Regions from separate parts of the Bos taurus genome. Here region 2 is linked to region 1. A link is a contact called in public Hi-C data. All regions are on one chromosome and are shown on one strand. Each heading gives the region's core, a stretch centred on a gene start, on an enhancer-like site or on the middle of the called end of the contact. The rest is flanking DNA. Distances are from core to core; before and after follow the strand shown. Region 1 overlaps SCAP (SREBF chaperone). Region 2 overlaps SCAP (SREBF chaperone).

Evidence for each region. A called contact is a pair of places that touch in the nucleus more often than the background predicts.
Region 2: a Hi-C map of an unstated tissue shows a contact between it and region 1, with 2.2 times the contacts expected there. The contact joins two enhancer-like sites.

The regions. Positions count from the first base shown.
Region 1 is chr22:52,187,134-52,191,283 of ARS-UCD2.0, forward strand. The region is part of intron 2 of SCAP (SREBF chaperone); the gene reads left to right. Among named protein-coding and RNA genes, the nearest start is that of SCAP, 26 kb to the left of the region's middle. Within about 2 kb of position 2,683, at least 10 of the 102 cell types and tissues checked have an H3K27ac peak or open chromatin away from gene starts, as enhancers often do.
Region 2 is chr22:52,234,715-52,239,403 of ARS-UCD2.0, forward strand. SCAP (SREBF chaperone) reads left to right here. Exons shown (of 24, transcript NM_001101889.1): 4 at 1,328-1,457. Among named protein-coding and RNA genes, the nearest start is that of PTPN23, 47 kb to the right of the region's middle. Within about 2 kb of position 2,322, at least 23 of the 102 cell types and tissues checked have an H3K27ac peak or open chromatin away from gene starts, as enhancers often do.

The DNA.
Region 1 (4,150 bases), core at 1,433-3,932:
CTGAATGTGAGTCTTGCTGGGTAGGGTGTTCTTGGCTGCAGGTTCTTCCCTTTTGTCACCTTAAATAAATCTTGCCATTCCCTTCTGGCTTGTACAGTTTCTGTTGAGAAATCAACTGGTAGGTTGTTGTCATGTTTCCCTCGGGCCTTTTAATATTTTATCTTTGTCTTTAATTTTTGTTCATTTAATTACTATGTGTTTTGGTGTGTTCGTCCTTGGGTTTCTCCTGCCTGGGACTCTCTACTTCCTGGACTTGGTTAACTATTTCCTTTCCCATGTTAGGAAAGTTTTCAGCTGTTATCTCTTCAAATATTGTCTCAGGTCCTTTCTCTCTTTTCTCCTTCTGGGACCCCTATAATGCAAGTGTTGGTGTGTTTTAGGCTGTTTCCTTTTTTTTTTCATTATCTTTTTTATTCTGTTCTTTGGCAGTGATTTCCACCATTCTGTCCCCCAGGTCATTTATCCATTCTTCTGCCTCAGTTATTCTGCTGTTGATTCTTTCTAGTGTATTATTCATCTCTGTTTGTTGTTTGTTCTTTAGTTCTGCTAGGTCTTTGGTAAACATTTCTTACATCTTCTCCATTGTTTTCCTGAGATCCTGGATCATCTTCACTATCATTATTCTGAATTCTTTTTCTAGAATGTTGCTTATCTCCACTTCATTTAGTTGTTTTTCTGCAGTTTTATGTTGTCCCTTCCTCTGGGACATAACTGTCTGCTTTTTCACCCTGATTCACTTTCTGTAATGTGGTTTTTGTTCTAGCTGCTGTGGGATTGTGACTCTCTTGCTTCTTCTGTCTGCCTTCTGATGGAGGAGGCTAAAGGGCTTGAGTAACCTTCTACATGGGAGGGACTGGCTGTGGGGAAAAACTGGGTTTTGCATTGGTGAGCTAATCCAGTTATCTGCTGATGGGTGGGGTTGCGCTCCCTTGCTGTTAGTTGTTTGGCCTGAGGTGACCCAACTCTGGGATCTGCAAGCTCTATGGTAGGGTTAATGGTGACCTCCAAGAGGGCTTACTCCAAGGGGAATCTTCCAGGACTGTTACTGCCAGTGCCCCCGTCCCTGTGGGGAGCCCCTGCTGACCTGCGCCTCCACAGGAGACCCTCCAACACTAGCAGGTGGTTTTGATCAGTCACCTGTAGGGTCACTGCTCCTTTGCTGTGGGTCTCGGTGCATGATTTTGTTTGTGCTCTCCAAGACTGGAGTCTCTGTTTCCCTCAGCCCTGTGGAAGTCCTATAATCGAATCCCGCTGGCCTTCAAGATCAGATTCCCTGGGGACTCCCAGTTCCCTTTGTTGGATCCGCAGGCTGGGAAGCCTGATGTGGGGTTCAGAACCTTCATAACTGTGGAGAACTTCTTTGATTTATTGTTCTCCAGTTTGTGGGTCGCCCACCTGGCAGTTACGGAATTTGATTTTATCATGATTGCAACCCTCCTTCCATCTCACTGTGGCTTCTTCTTTGTCTTTGGATGTTGGATATCAGGATGGTGGGTGCTGCCAGTCGATAGTTGTTCAACAGCTAGTTGAGATTTTGGTGCTCTGGCAGAAGATGAGTGCATGTCCTTCTGCTCTGTCATCTTGAACCGGAAGCTGGAACTACCCAGCTGCAGTATTTGTGCCAGAGAATTCTGTGGACAGAGGAGCCTGGTGGACTACAGTCCACGAAGTCACAAAGAGTTGGACACAACTGAGTGACTGAAACGTTCTGTCTTCTCACTAGTAATCAGCCTGTTCAGATTTTCTATTCTTGATTTAGTCTTATTGGTCGTATATTTCTAAGATTCTATTCATTTCTTTTTGGTTGTCAATTTTATTGGCATCTAATTTTTCATAGAAGTCTCTCAGTTCAGTTCAATTCAGTTGCTCAGTAATGTCCGACTCTTTGTGACCCCATGAATCGCAGCACACCAGGCCTCCCTGTCCATCACCAACTCCCGGAGTTCACCCAGACTCACGTCCATCGAGTCAGTGATGCCATCCAGCCATCTCATCCTCTGTCGTCCCCTTCTCGTCCTGCCCCCAATCCCTCCCAGCATCAGAGTCTTTTCCAATGAGTCAACTCTTCGCATGAGGTGGCCAAAGTACTGGACCTATGATCCTCTATATTTCTGTGATATCATCTGCTTTCATTTCTGATTGAATCCTCTCTTTTGGTGAGTCTAGCTAAAGGTGTGTCAGTTTTGTCTTTTCAAGAAAACGAGCTTTTGGTTTCATTCATCTTTTCTGTTGTCTTTTTAGACTGTTTCCACTCTGATCTTTGTTATTTCCTTCCTTCTAAGTAGAAGGCTTAGTTTCTTCTTTTTCTGGTTCTTGAGGTGTAAAGTTAGGTTGTCTATTTGAGATAGTTCTTTTTTCTAAGCATAGACCTTTATTATTATAAACTTTCCTCCTAAAACTACTTTTGCTGCATTCCATAAGTTCTGGTATGTTGTGTTTCCATTTTTGTATCATGATTTTTAAAATTTTTTAGATTATCTTTTGATTTCTTCTCTAATCTATTGGTTCTTCAAGAGTTTGTTGCTTAGTCTCCACATTTGTGAAATTTCCATTTTTCCTCCTGTTACTGATTCCTAGTTTCACACTATTGTGGTCAGAAGGATGCTTCCTTGTTTAAGTGTTGCTGTCTTGGCCGTGTCCGCCTTAGCTGCTTCTGCAGGGCCTTGCGTTGCAGCGCCAGCCTCTGCCTCGTGGTGGCGCAGGCTCAGTGGTCGCAGCGCACGGGCTCAGTTGCTCCTTGGCGTGTGGGGTGTGAGTTCCCTGACCAGGGATCAAACCTGTATCGCCTGTATTGCAAAGCGAATTCTCTACTGGACCACCAGGGAAGGCCCTCCCTCATTCTTAATACATTTTCTAAGACTTGTTTTCTGGCCTAACTCAGGATCTATCCTGAAGAATGTTCCGTGTGCGCTTGAGAAGAATGTGTGTTCTGGTGCTGTTTGCATGAAATAGTTTGTGCCATGTATGTCTGATGGGTCCATTTGTTCTGGAGTTTAGTTCAAATTCAAATGCTTCCTTACTGATTTTCTGTTTGGACAGTCTCTGTTTTGTTGACAGTGGGGTATAGAGGTCCCCTACTGTTACTGTATTGTCTTTTTCTCCCGTCAGATCTGTTAGTATTTGTTTAACATATTTAGGTGCTCTGATACTGGGTGCGTGTGTATTTGCAAGTGTTACATCCTCTGATGAATTGACTTTGTTTTCATTATATAGTGACCTTTTTTGTCTCTTGTCCAGCTTTAAAAAGTATTTTTGTTTGTTTTGTTTTCGTTTATCTTTGGCTGCGCTGGGTCTCCGTTGCTGCACATGCTTTTCTCTGGTTGTGGTGAGCGGGGGCTGTGCGCTTGTCGTGGCGCATGGTCTTCTCCCTGAGGTGGTTCTTTGGTTGCAGAGCATGGGCCCTGGAGCTCACTCTTGGTAGTTGTGGCTCATGGGCTTAGTTGCTCTGTGACATGTGGGATCTTCCTGGGTCAGGGATTCAACCCATGTCTCCTGCCTTACCAGGCAGATTCTTTACCAGTGAGCCTGCAGTGAAGCCCTCTTGTTAAGTTTTTATCTGATGTAAGTATAGCCATTTCTGCTTTCATTTGCATGAAATATCTTTTTCCATCCCTTTACTTTGAGTCTTTTTGTGTCCTTAAAGCTAAACTGAGTCTCTTTGAATAGATATAAATATATTTATAGATAGATAGATATAAACATATAAAATGTCATCTGGTTACCTGTGCTAATAAAGTTTCTCCTTGATGATGGAAAAAAAAAGCTAAATTGAGTCTCTTGTGGGAAGCATATAGTTCGGTCTATTTTTTTTTTAAATCCATTCAGCTACTCTACGCCTTTTGAATAGATGGATGATTTAAAGATTTAAAATTTAAAGTAATTATTGATAGGTAAAGATTTACTAGGTCTTTTCGTTAGCTCAGCTGGTTGTATCTTTTTATGTTCTGACTGTTTTGTAGTTCCTTTGTTCCTTTCTTCCTCTTGATATCATTTTTTTAATTGATAATTTTCCTTAGTGGTATAGTTTTTTAAAAGTATTTTTAGTGCCTTAATTGAGGTAAAATTGTCATACAGTAAATTGCATAATATTTAAAGTACAATTTGATGAATTTAACATATATATATATACATACACATCCCGAAACTATCA
Region 2 (4,689 bases), core at 1,072-3,571, 47 kb after region 1:
TACAGAAATGAGTGCTTACATAAGAATGAGTGTATACATAAACATTTCCATTATTTCTCTTCTTAATAGTTTCAGCTGGAAACAGCCAGATGTTCCTCAACACTAGAATAGATAAATGCACTGTAATATGTTCATTTGGTGGAATAGCGCGTATGCATGAAACAGTGCGTATATATGAAACTGCATGCACCAGTGTGGATGAATCCGGTAGATGTAAGTTGAAACAGCCAGTCACAAAGGAGTACGCAGTGGAATGGGTGATTTCAGTTATATGCCAGAAGAAACAAGCAGAGCTAATTTGTGATTATAGAAATTCTGATAGCGGTTTGTGGTAGACGATGCCCTTCACTAGTGCATAACGCCACCTTCTAAGGTTCTAAAAATATTTTGTAGCTTGATCTACATAGTGGGTACACAGGTGTATGTATGTGTAAATACTCATTGCACTCACTGTATGCTTAAGATTCGTGCGTTGTATTACATAAAACTTAATTCTCAGTTAAAAAAAATTTTTTTTTGACCACGTGTGGCATGCAGAACTTCCTCGACCAGGGATTGAACCTGCATTTACTGCAGACTCCGGAAGCTCGGAGTCTTAATCATTGGCCCACCAGGGAAATTCTAAAAAAAAAAGTTTTGAAGAAATGAAGTCAGAAACAAAAGCACATCCATTTGCCAACTTTTTGATGTTAGTCCAAGCTTTTTCCTTTGCCAGTGGTGGATCCATTGTTTTCTATTCAGCCTGGTCTAGTGTAAACCATACCCTCAATGTGTTACACAAAATGTTATGGTCTGTCCTTTTAAACTGAAGCAGTTTTTGCAGCAGTCTGAATCAGGATCCTTCTGGATTTTTGGTTCCCTGGTTTTTTTCTTTTCTTTTTTCTTTTTTGGCCACACTGCCTGGCATGTGGAACTTCCCTGACCAGGGATCGAACCTGTGCCCCCGTGGAGTCTTAACTACTAGGCCACCAAGGAAGTCCTTCCCCAGTTTTTTCTTGTTGTCTTACGTGTATCCAATATGACCAGAAGTTTGTTTAGCATCTTGCCTTTATTATATTTCTAAAAATTTTCAGCCAGTAACCTATTTCATTAAGTAGTTTATGAATTGGGTTTCCTGTGACCAAAAAGGAGCTTGAAAATTCTAATTTAGAGGCTCCTGCGTTTCCTTGTAGCCCTGAAGTTTGATGAATGGTGTTTCGTACATTTGTGCAGTTCTCCTAGCACAGGAGGTGAGTGCAGCTGCAGTGATTTCCATGTCACTGTTATCTCAGCATGGATTCTACCTGCCATCATGTCCTGACTTTTCTCTCCTTTTTGTCCATTCCAGCTACCCACTGCTGAAGCTGCCCTTGCCAGGAACAGGACCTGTGGAATTCACCACTCCTGTGAAAGATTACTCGCCCCCACCTCTGACCTCTGACCACAAGCCTGGAGAGCCCAATGAGCAGCCAGAGTGGGTAGGTGCTCAGCATGTTCTGAGGAGCGCCCTGGGCTTTGGGTACGGATTGGCCGTGGCAGGGGTTCTACGTGGAGTGAGGGTGGTCACCTTCTGATGGGCGAATGCTTAACACTTGAACCACTTTATAAAGGCACTGAAAATATTTAGCTTACATTTAATAGTACATCCAGTCACACATTCCTGTTTTGAAAGGAAACACTAAATGGCATGGCAGGAAGGTGACTGTCCTGGAAAAGCTGGGTTGTGGTTGCTGTAGCTCCGGCTGGCTGGGTCTGGGTCCATACTGTGGGTACTCGGGCCAGGCAGTGCCCTGGCAAACGGACCTCTCCTCCTTGAGCCCAAGTGGTTGCGGGAACCACTGACTATCCCTGGAGAATGTTTTATCTTCCGAGTCCCATCACCATTTAATGTTAGCAGTGAGCGCTTAGCTTTTTCAAATCTGGTAGGTGCTGTTTTATCCTCACAGTGCAGTCAGGTAAAGCGTGCAGGTTCTGCTTGTTCGCCTGTTGGGCGAACTGAGCCGAGAATGGCAATGTGCCTCAGTTTCAGTTCATTTGTCATGGGGTCAGCACTGGGTTAGAACTCCAGATCTCCTGACCTGAAGCCAGCTGCTACTTTTGAATCGTGCTGTCCTCAGCCAGCTGTCTCTGAGCTGAGCATGAATGCAAAACAGGAAGAAAACCTACAGGAATGCAAAACCTCCAGGTGAGGGACTGGGCTGCGGGATGTAACCCGAGGGAACTCTGGACTCATTATTTGGAAACCTTACAGGAAATGATAAGCTCGTCCTGCTGGCTTGTACCTGCCAGCTGTGGATGACACGTTCTTCCCTCACGTGCTGGGCCCTGGTCCCATGGGTTGGTGCTGGGCTTGCTGAGTCTGTTGTTGAGGAGCAGAGCCCAGCTCAGGGCACACTGCTCCTCTTCTCCACCCTCTCTGTGCCAGTGATTGCACATTCCTTCCTGTTGCCTTTCTGGGTAATGTAGCAGCCAGGTAACTTGATGTCAGCTTTGCTCTAATATTGCTAAAGTAGAGATCTGGTTAGATAGGTGTGTGTTATGACTACACATGGTTTCAGGAGGAAGTAGAGAACACAGGCTCAGTGGTACTCAGCCACGAAGGTTAGGGTGAGCTGATGAGGCGGAAACCAGTTCATAGCTTCATGTCTCAGCTTGACACTTTGCTCATTGTGGGATCAAGCCTTTTGTCTCTTTTACTCTCTCTTAAAAAAGAAAAGTATTTATTTATGGCTCCACTGGGTCTTTATTGCAGCATGCGAGGTTCTCTCTAGTAGAGGTGCACGGGCTCAGTTGCCCAGCAGCATGTGGGGTCTTAGTTCCTCAACCAGGGATCGAAACTGCGTCCCCTGCATTGGAAGTAGAATTCGTAACCACTGGACCAGGAGGAAAGTCCCTCCATTAACCTCTTGATGGGGTTTTACCACATAATGGAGTTGATGGTTCCTGCTCACAATGGGGTAGTCTGCGTTTGTGAGTGTTTTGTGACTAGTAGAGTTCAGTGGGCCTGATGGTACAGCTAGGGGTCTATCCAAGGTCAGGGGTTCACTTGTTTGTGAGCCCTTTCCACTTCTTGATGTCCTCTTTTGGCCTGGGATGATGATAGTGTGGGGGTACAAAATAGCTTGAGGGTTTCTCTTTCTCACTGGGGTCTGCAGCCCCTGAAAGGTTGAGAAAGAAATGCAGGCCCTGGCTCAGTCACCTGGTGTCAGGCCTCTCTGTGGTCAGTTACCTCACCAGAATTGACTGTTGTAACAGTAAAGGTCAGCAATGCAGAACTTGTAAGGATTGCTTTAAGTATAAGGAACAGAAAACTCAGCCCAAACCTGGGGAAGTGAGAAGGGCATTTTGGGGTCATAGAGCTCACCCACAGGCAGGACTTACTAACCGACAGCATGGGTTAGGCCTCAGAAGGAGTCCATCCCTCAACTGTACCCGCTCCGGGTCAGCTCACTGTCCTCTCCCTAATGGGGGCTACAGCAGATTCAGCCCTGTGGGTGCCCGCTTGGCTCTGCATGGGATTACCTACCTGCTCCCACCCAAGACCCTGTGAGCAGGGAGGTGCTTTGCTGGTTGGCTTCATCACCACACTGCGGGTGAGAGACTGTTTCCAAAGGAAGATTAGGAAGTGCAGGCCCTGGGCAGCACAGCGCAAGCGCCTGCTGCTCACAGCAGGAAGCTGTGAGGTCCTTCATTCCTCATCCATTCCTTTATTATTCAGCACGTTTATTCCTTGTCTTCAGTGTGCCTGGCAGAATGATCGTGGGGACACATGGAGCCTCACTGCCCTGGAGGAGACGCACGGTGATTGGGAAGAGCACATGGAGATGTGGGTTCTTTTGTCAACAGCACACAGGAGCCAGCCCCAGGAGCTCCCAGTGGTCAGTGCTGAAAAAAAAGATACATTTTGCAGCAAAATACATACATAGCTGAGTCCGTGTGCTTGAATAACTAAGTGGAGGAGAATAGACAGATCTGAGCAAAAAATTCTGAATTTATGTGGCCGCTCTGCCTTCAGAGAGGTGGAATCTAATCCCCTTCCTTCATTGTGGGCTGCGCACAGTGACTTCCTTCCAGAGAGTGCCAAGTGGAGAGGGGAGGAGAGAGTGGCTTTCCAGCGGAAACCCTGACAGATAGCTCTCGACACAGTGTTCGGGGTCACCATCAGCAGTGGCAGATCAGGTTGATGGTATGTACCTTGATGTGTGACGAGAAGGGTGCTTTACCTCTATGTTCTTCCTCTGCAAACACTGTAATCCCAGTCTGATCACGAGAAGAACATCAGACAAATCTGTGAGGAGTGGTCTACACAGTCCTGACCAGCACTCCTCATGACTGTCAAGGTCATCAGAAAAAGAGAGTCCAAGAAACTGTCCCAGCCAAGAGAAGCCTCACAAGACAGGGCAGCTGGATATAACATGGTATCTTGGATGAGATCTCAGGAGAGAGAAAGGACATGGGGACAAGCTGAGGAAATCTGGTTTCCTTACTTTGCCTTGGTGATAGTTTCTCAGACTTGCCTTGTTCTCGATGAGCTTGACAGTTTCGAGGAGTGTTCCTCAAGCGGGGATTTGTTTCTATCTCTCTAGACTAGTCTCAGCTTGTGGGGTTTTAGAAGGAAGACTGCAGAGGTCAGGTGTCATTCTTTTCACATCTGTCAGCCTCTAAAGTATTTTTTTTTTAATTTCTGTAAAGTTTAGTCTTTGTGCTCTG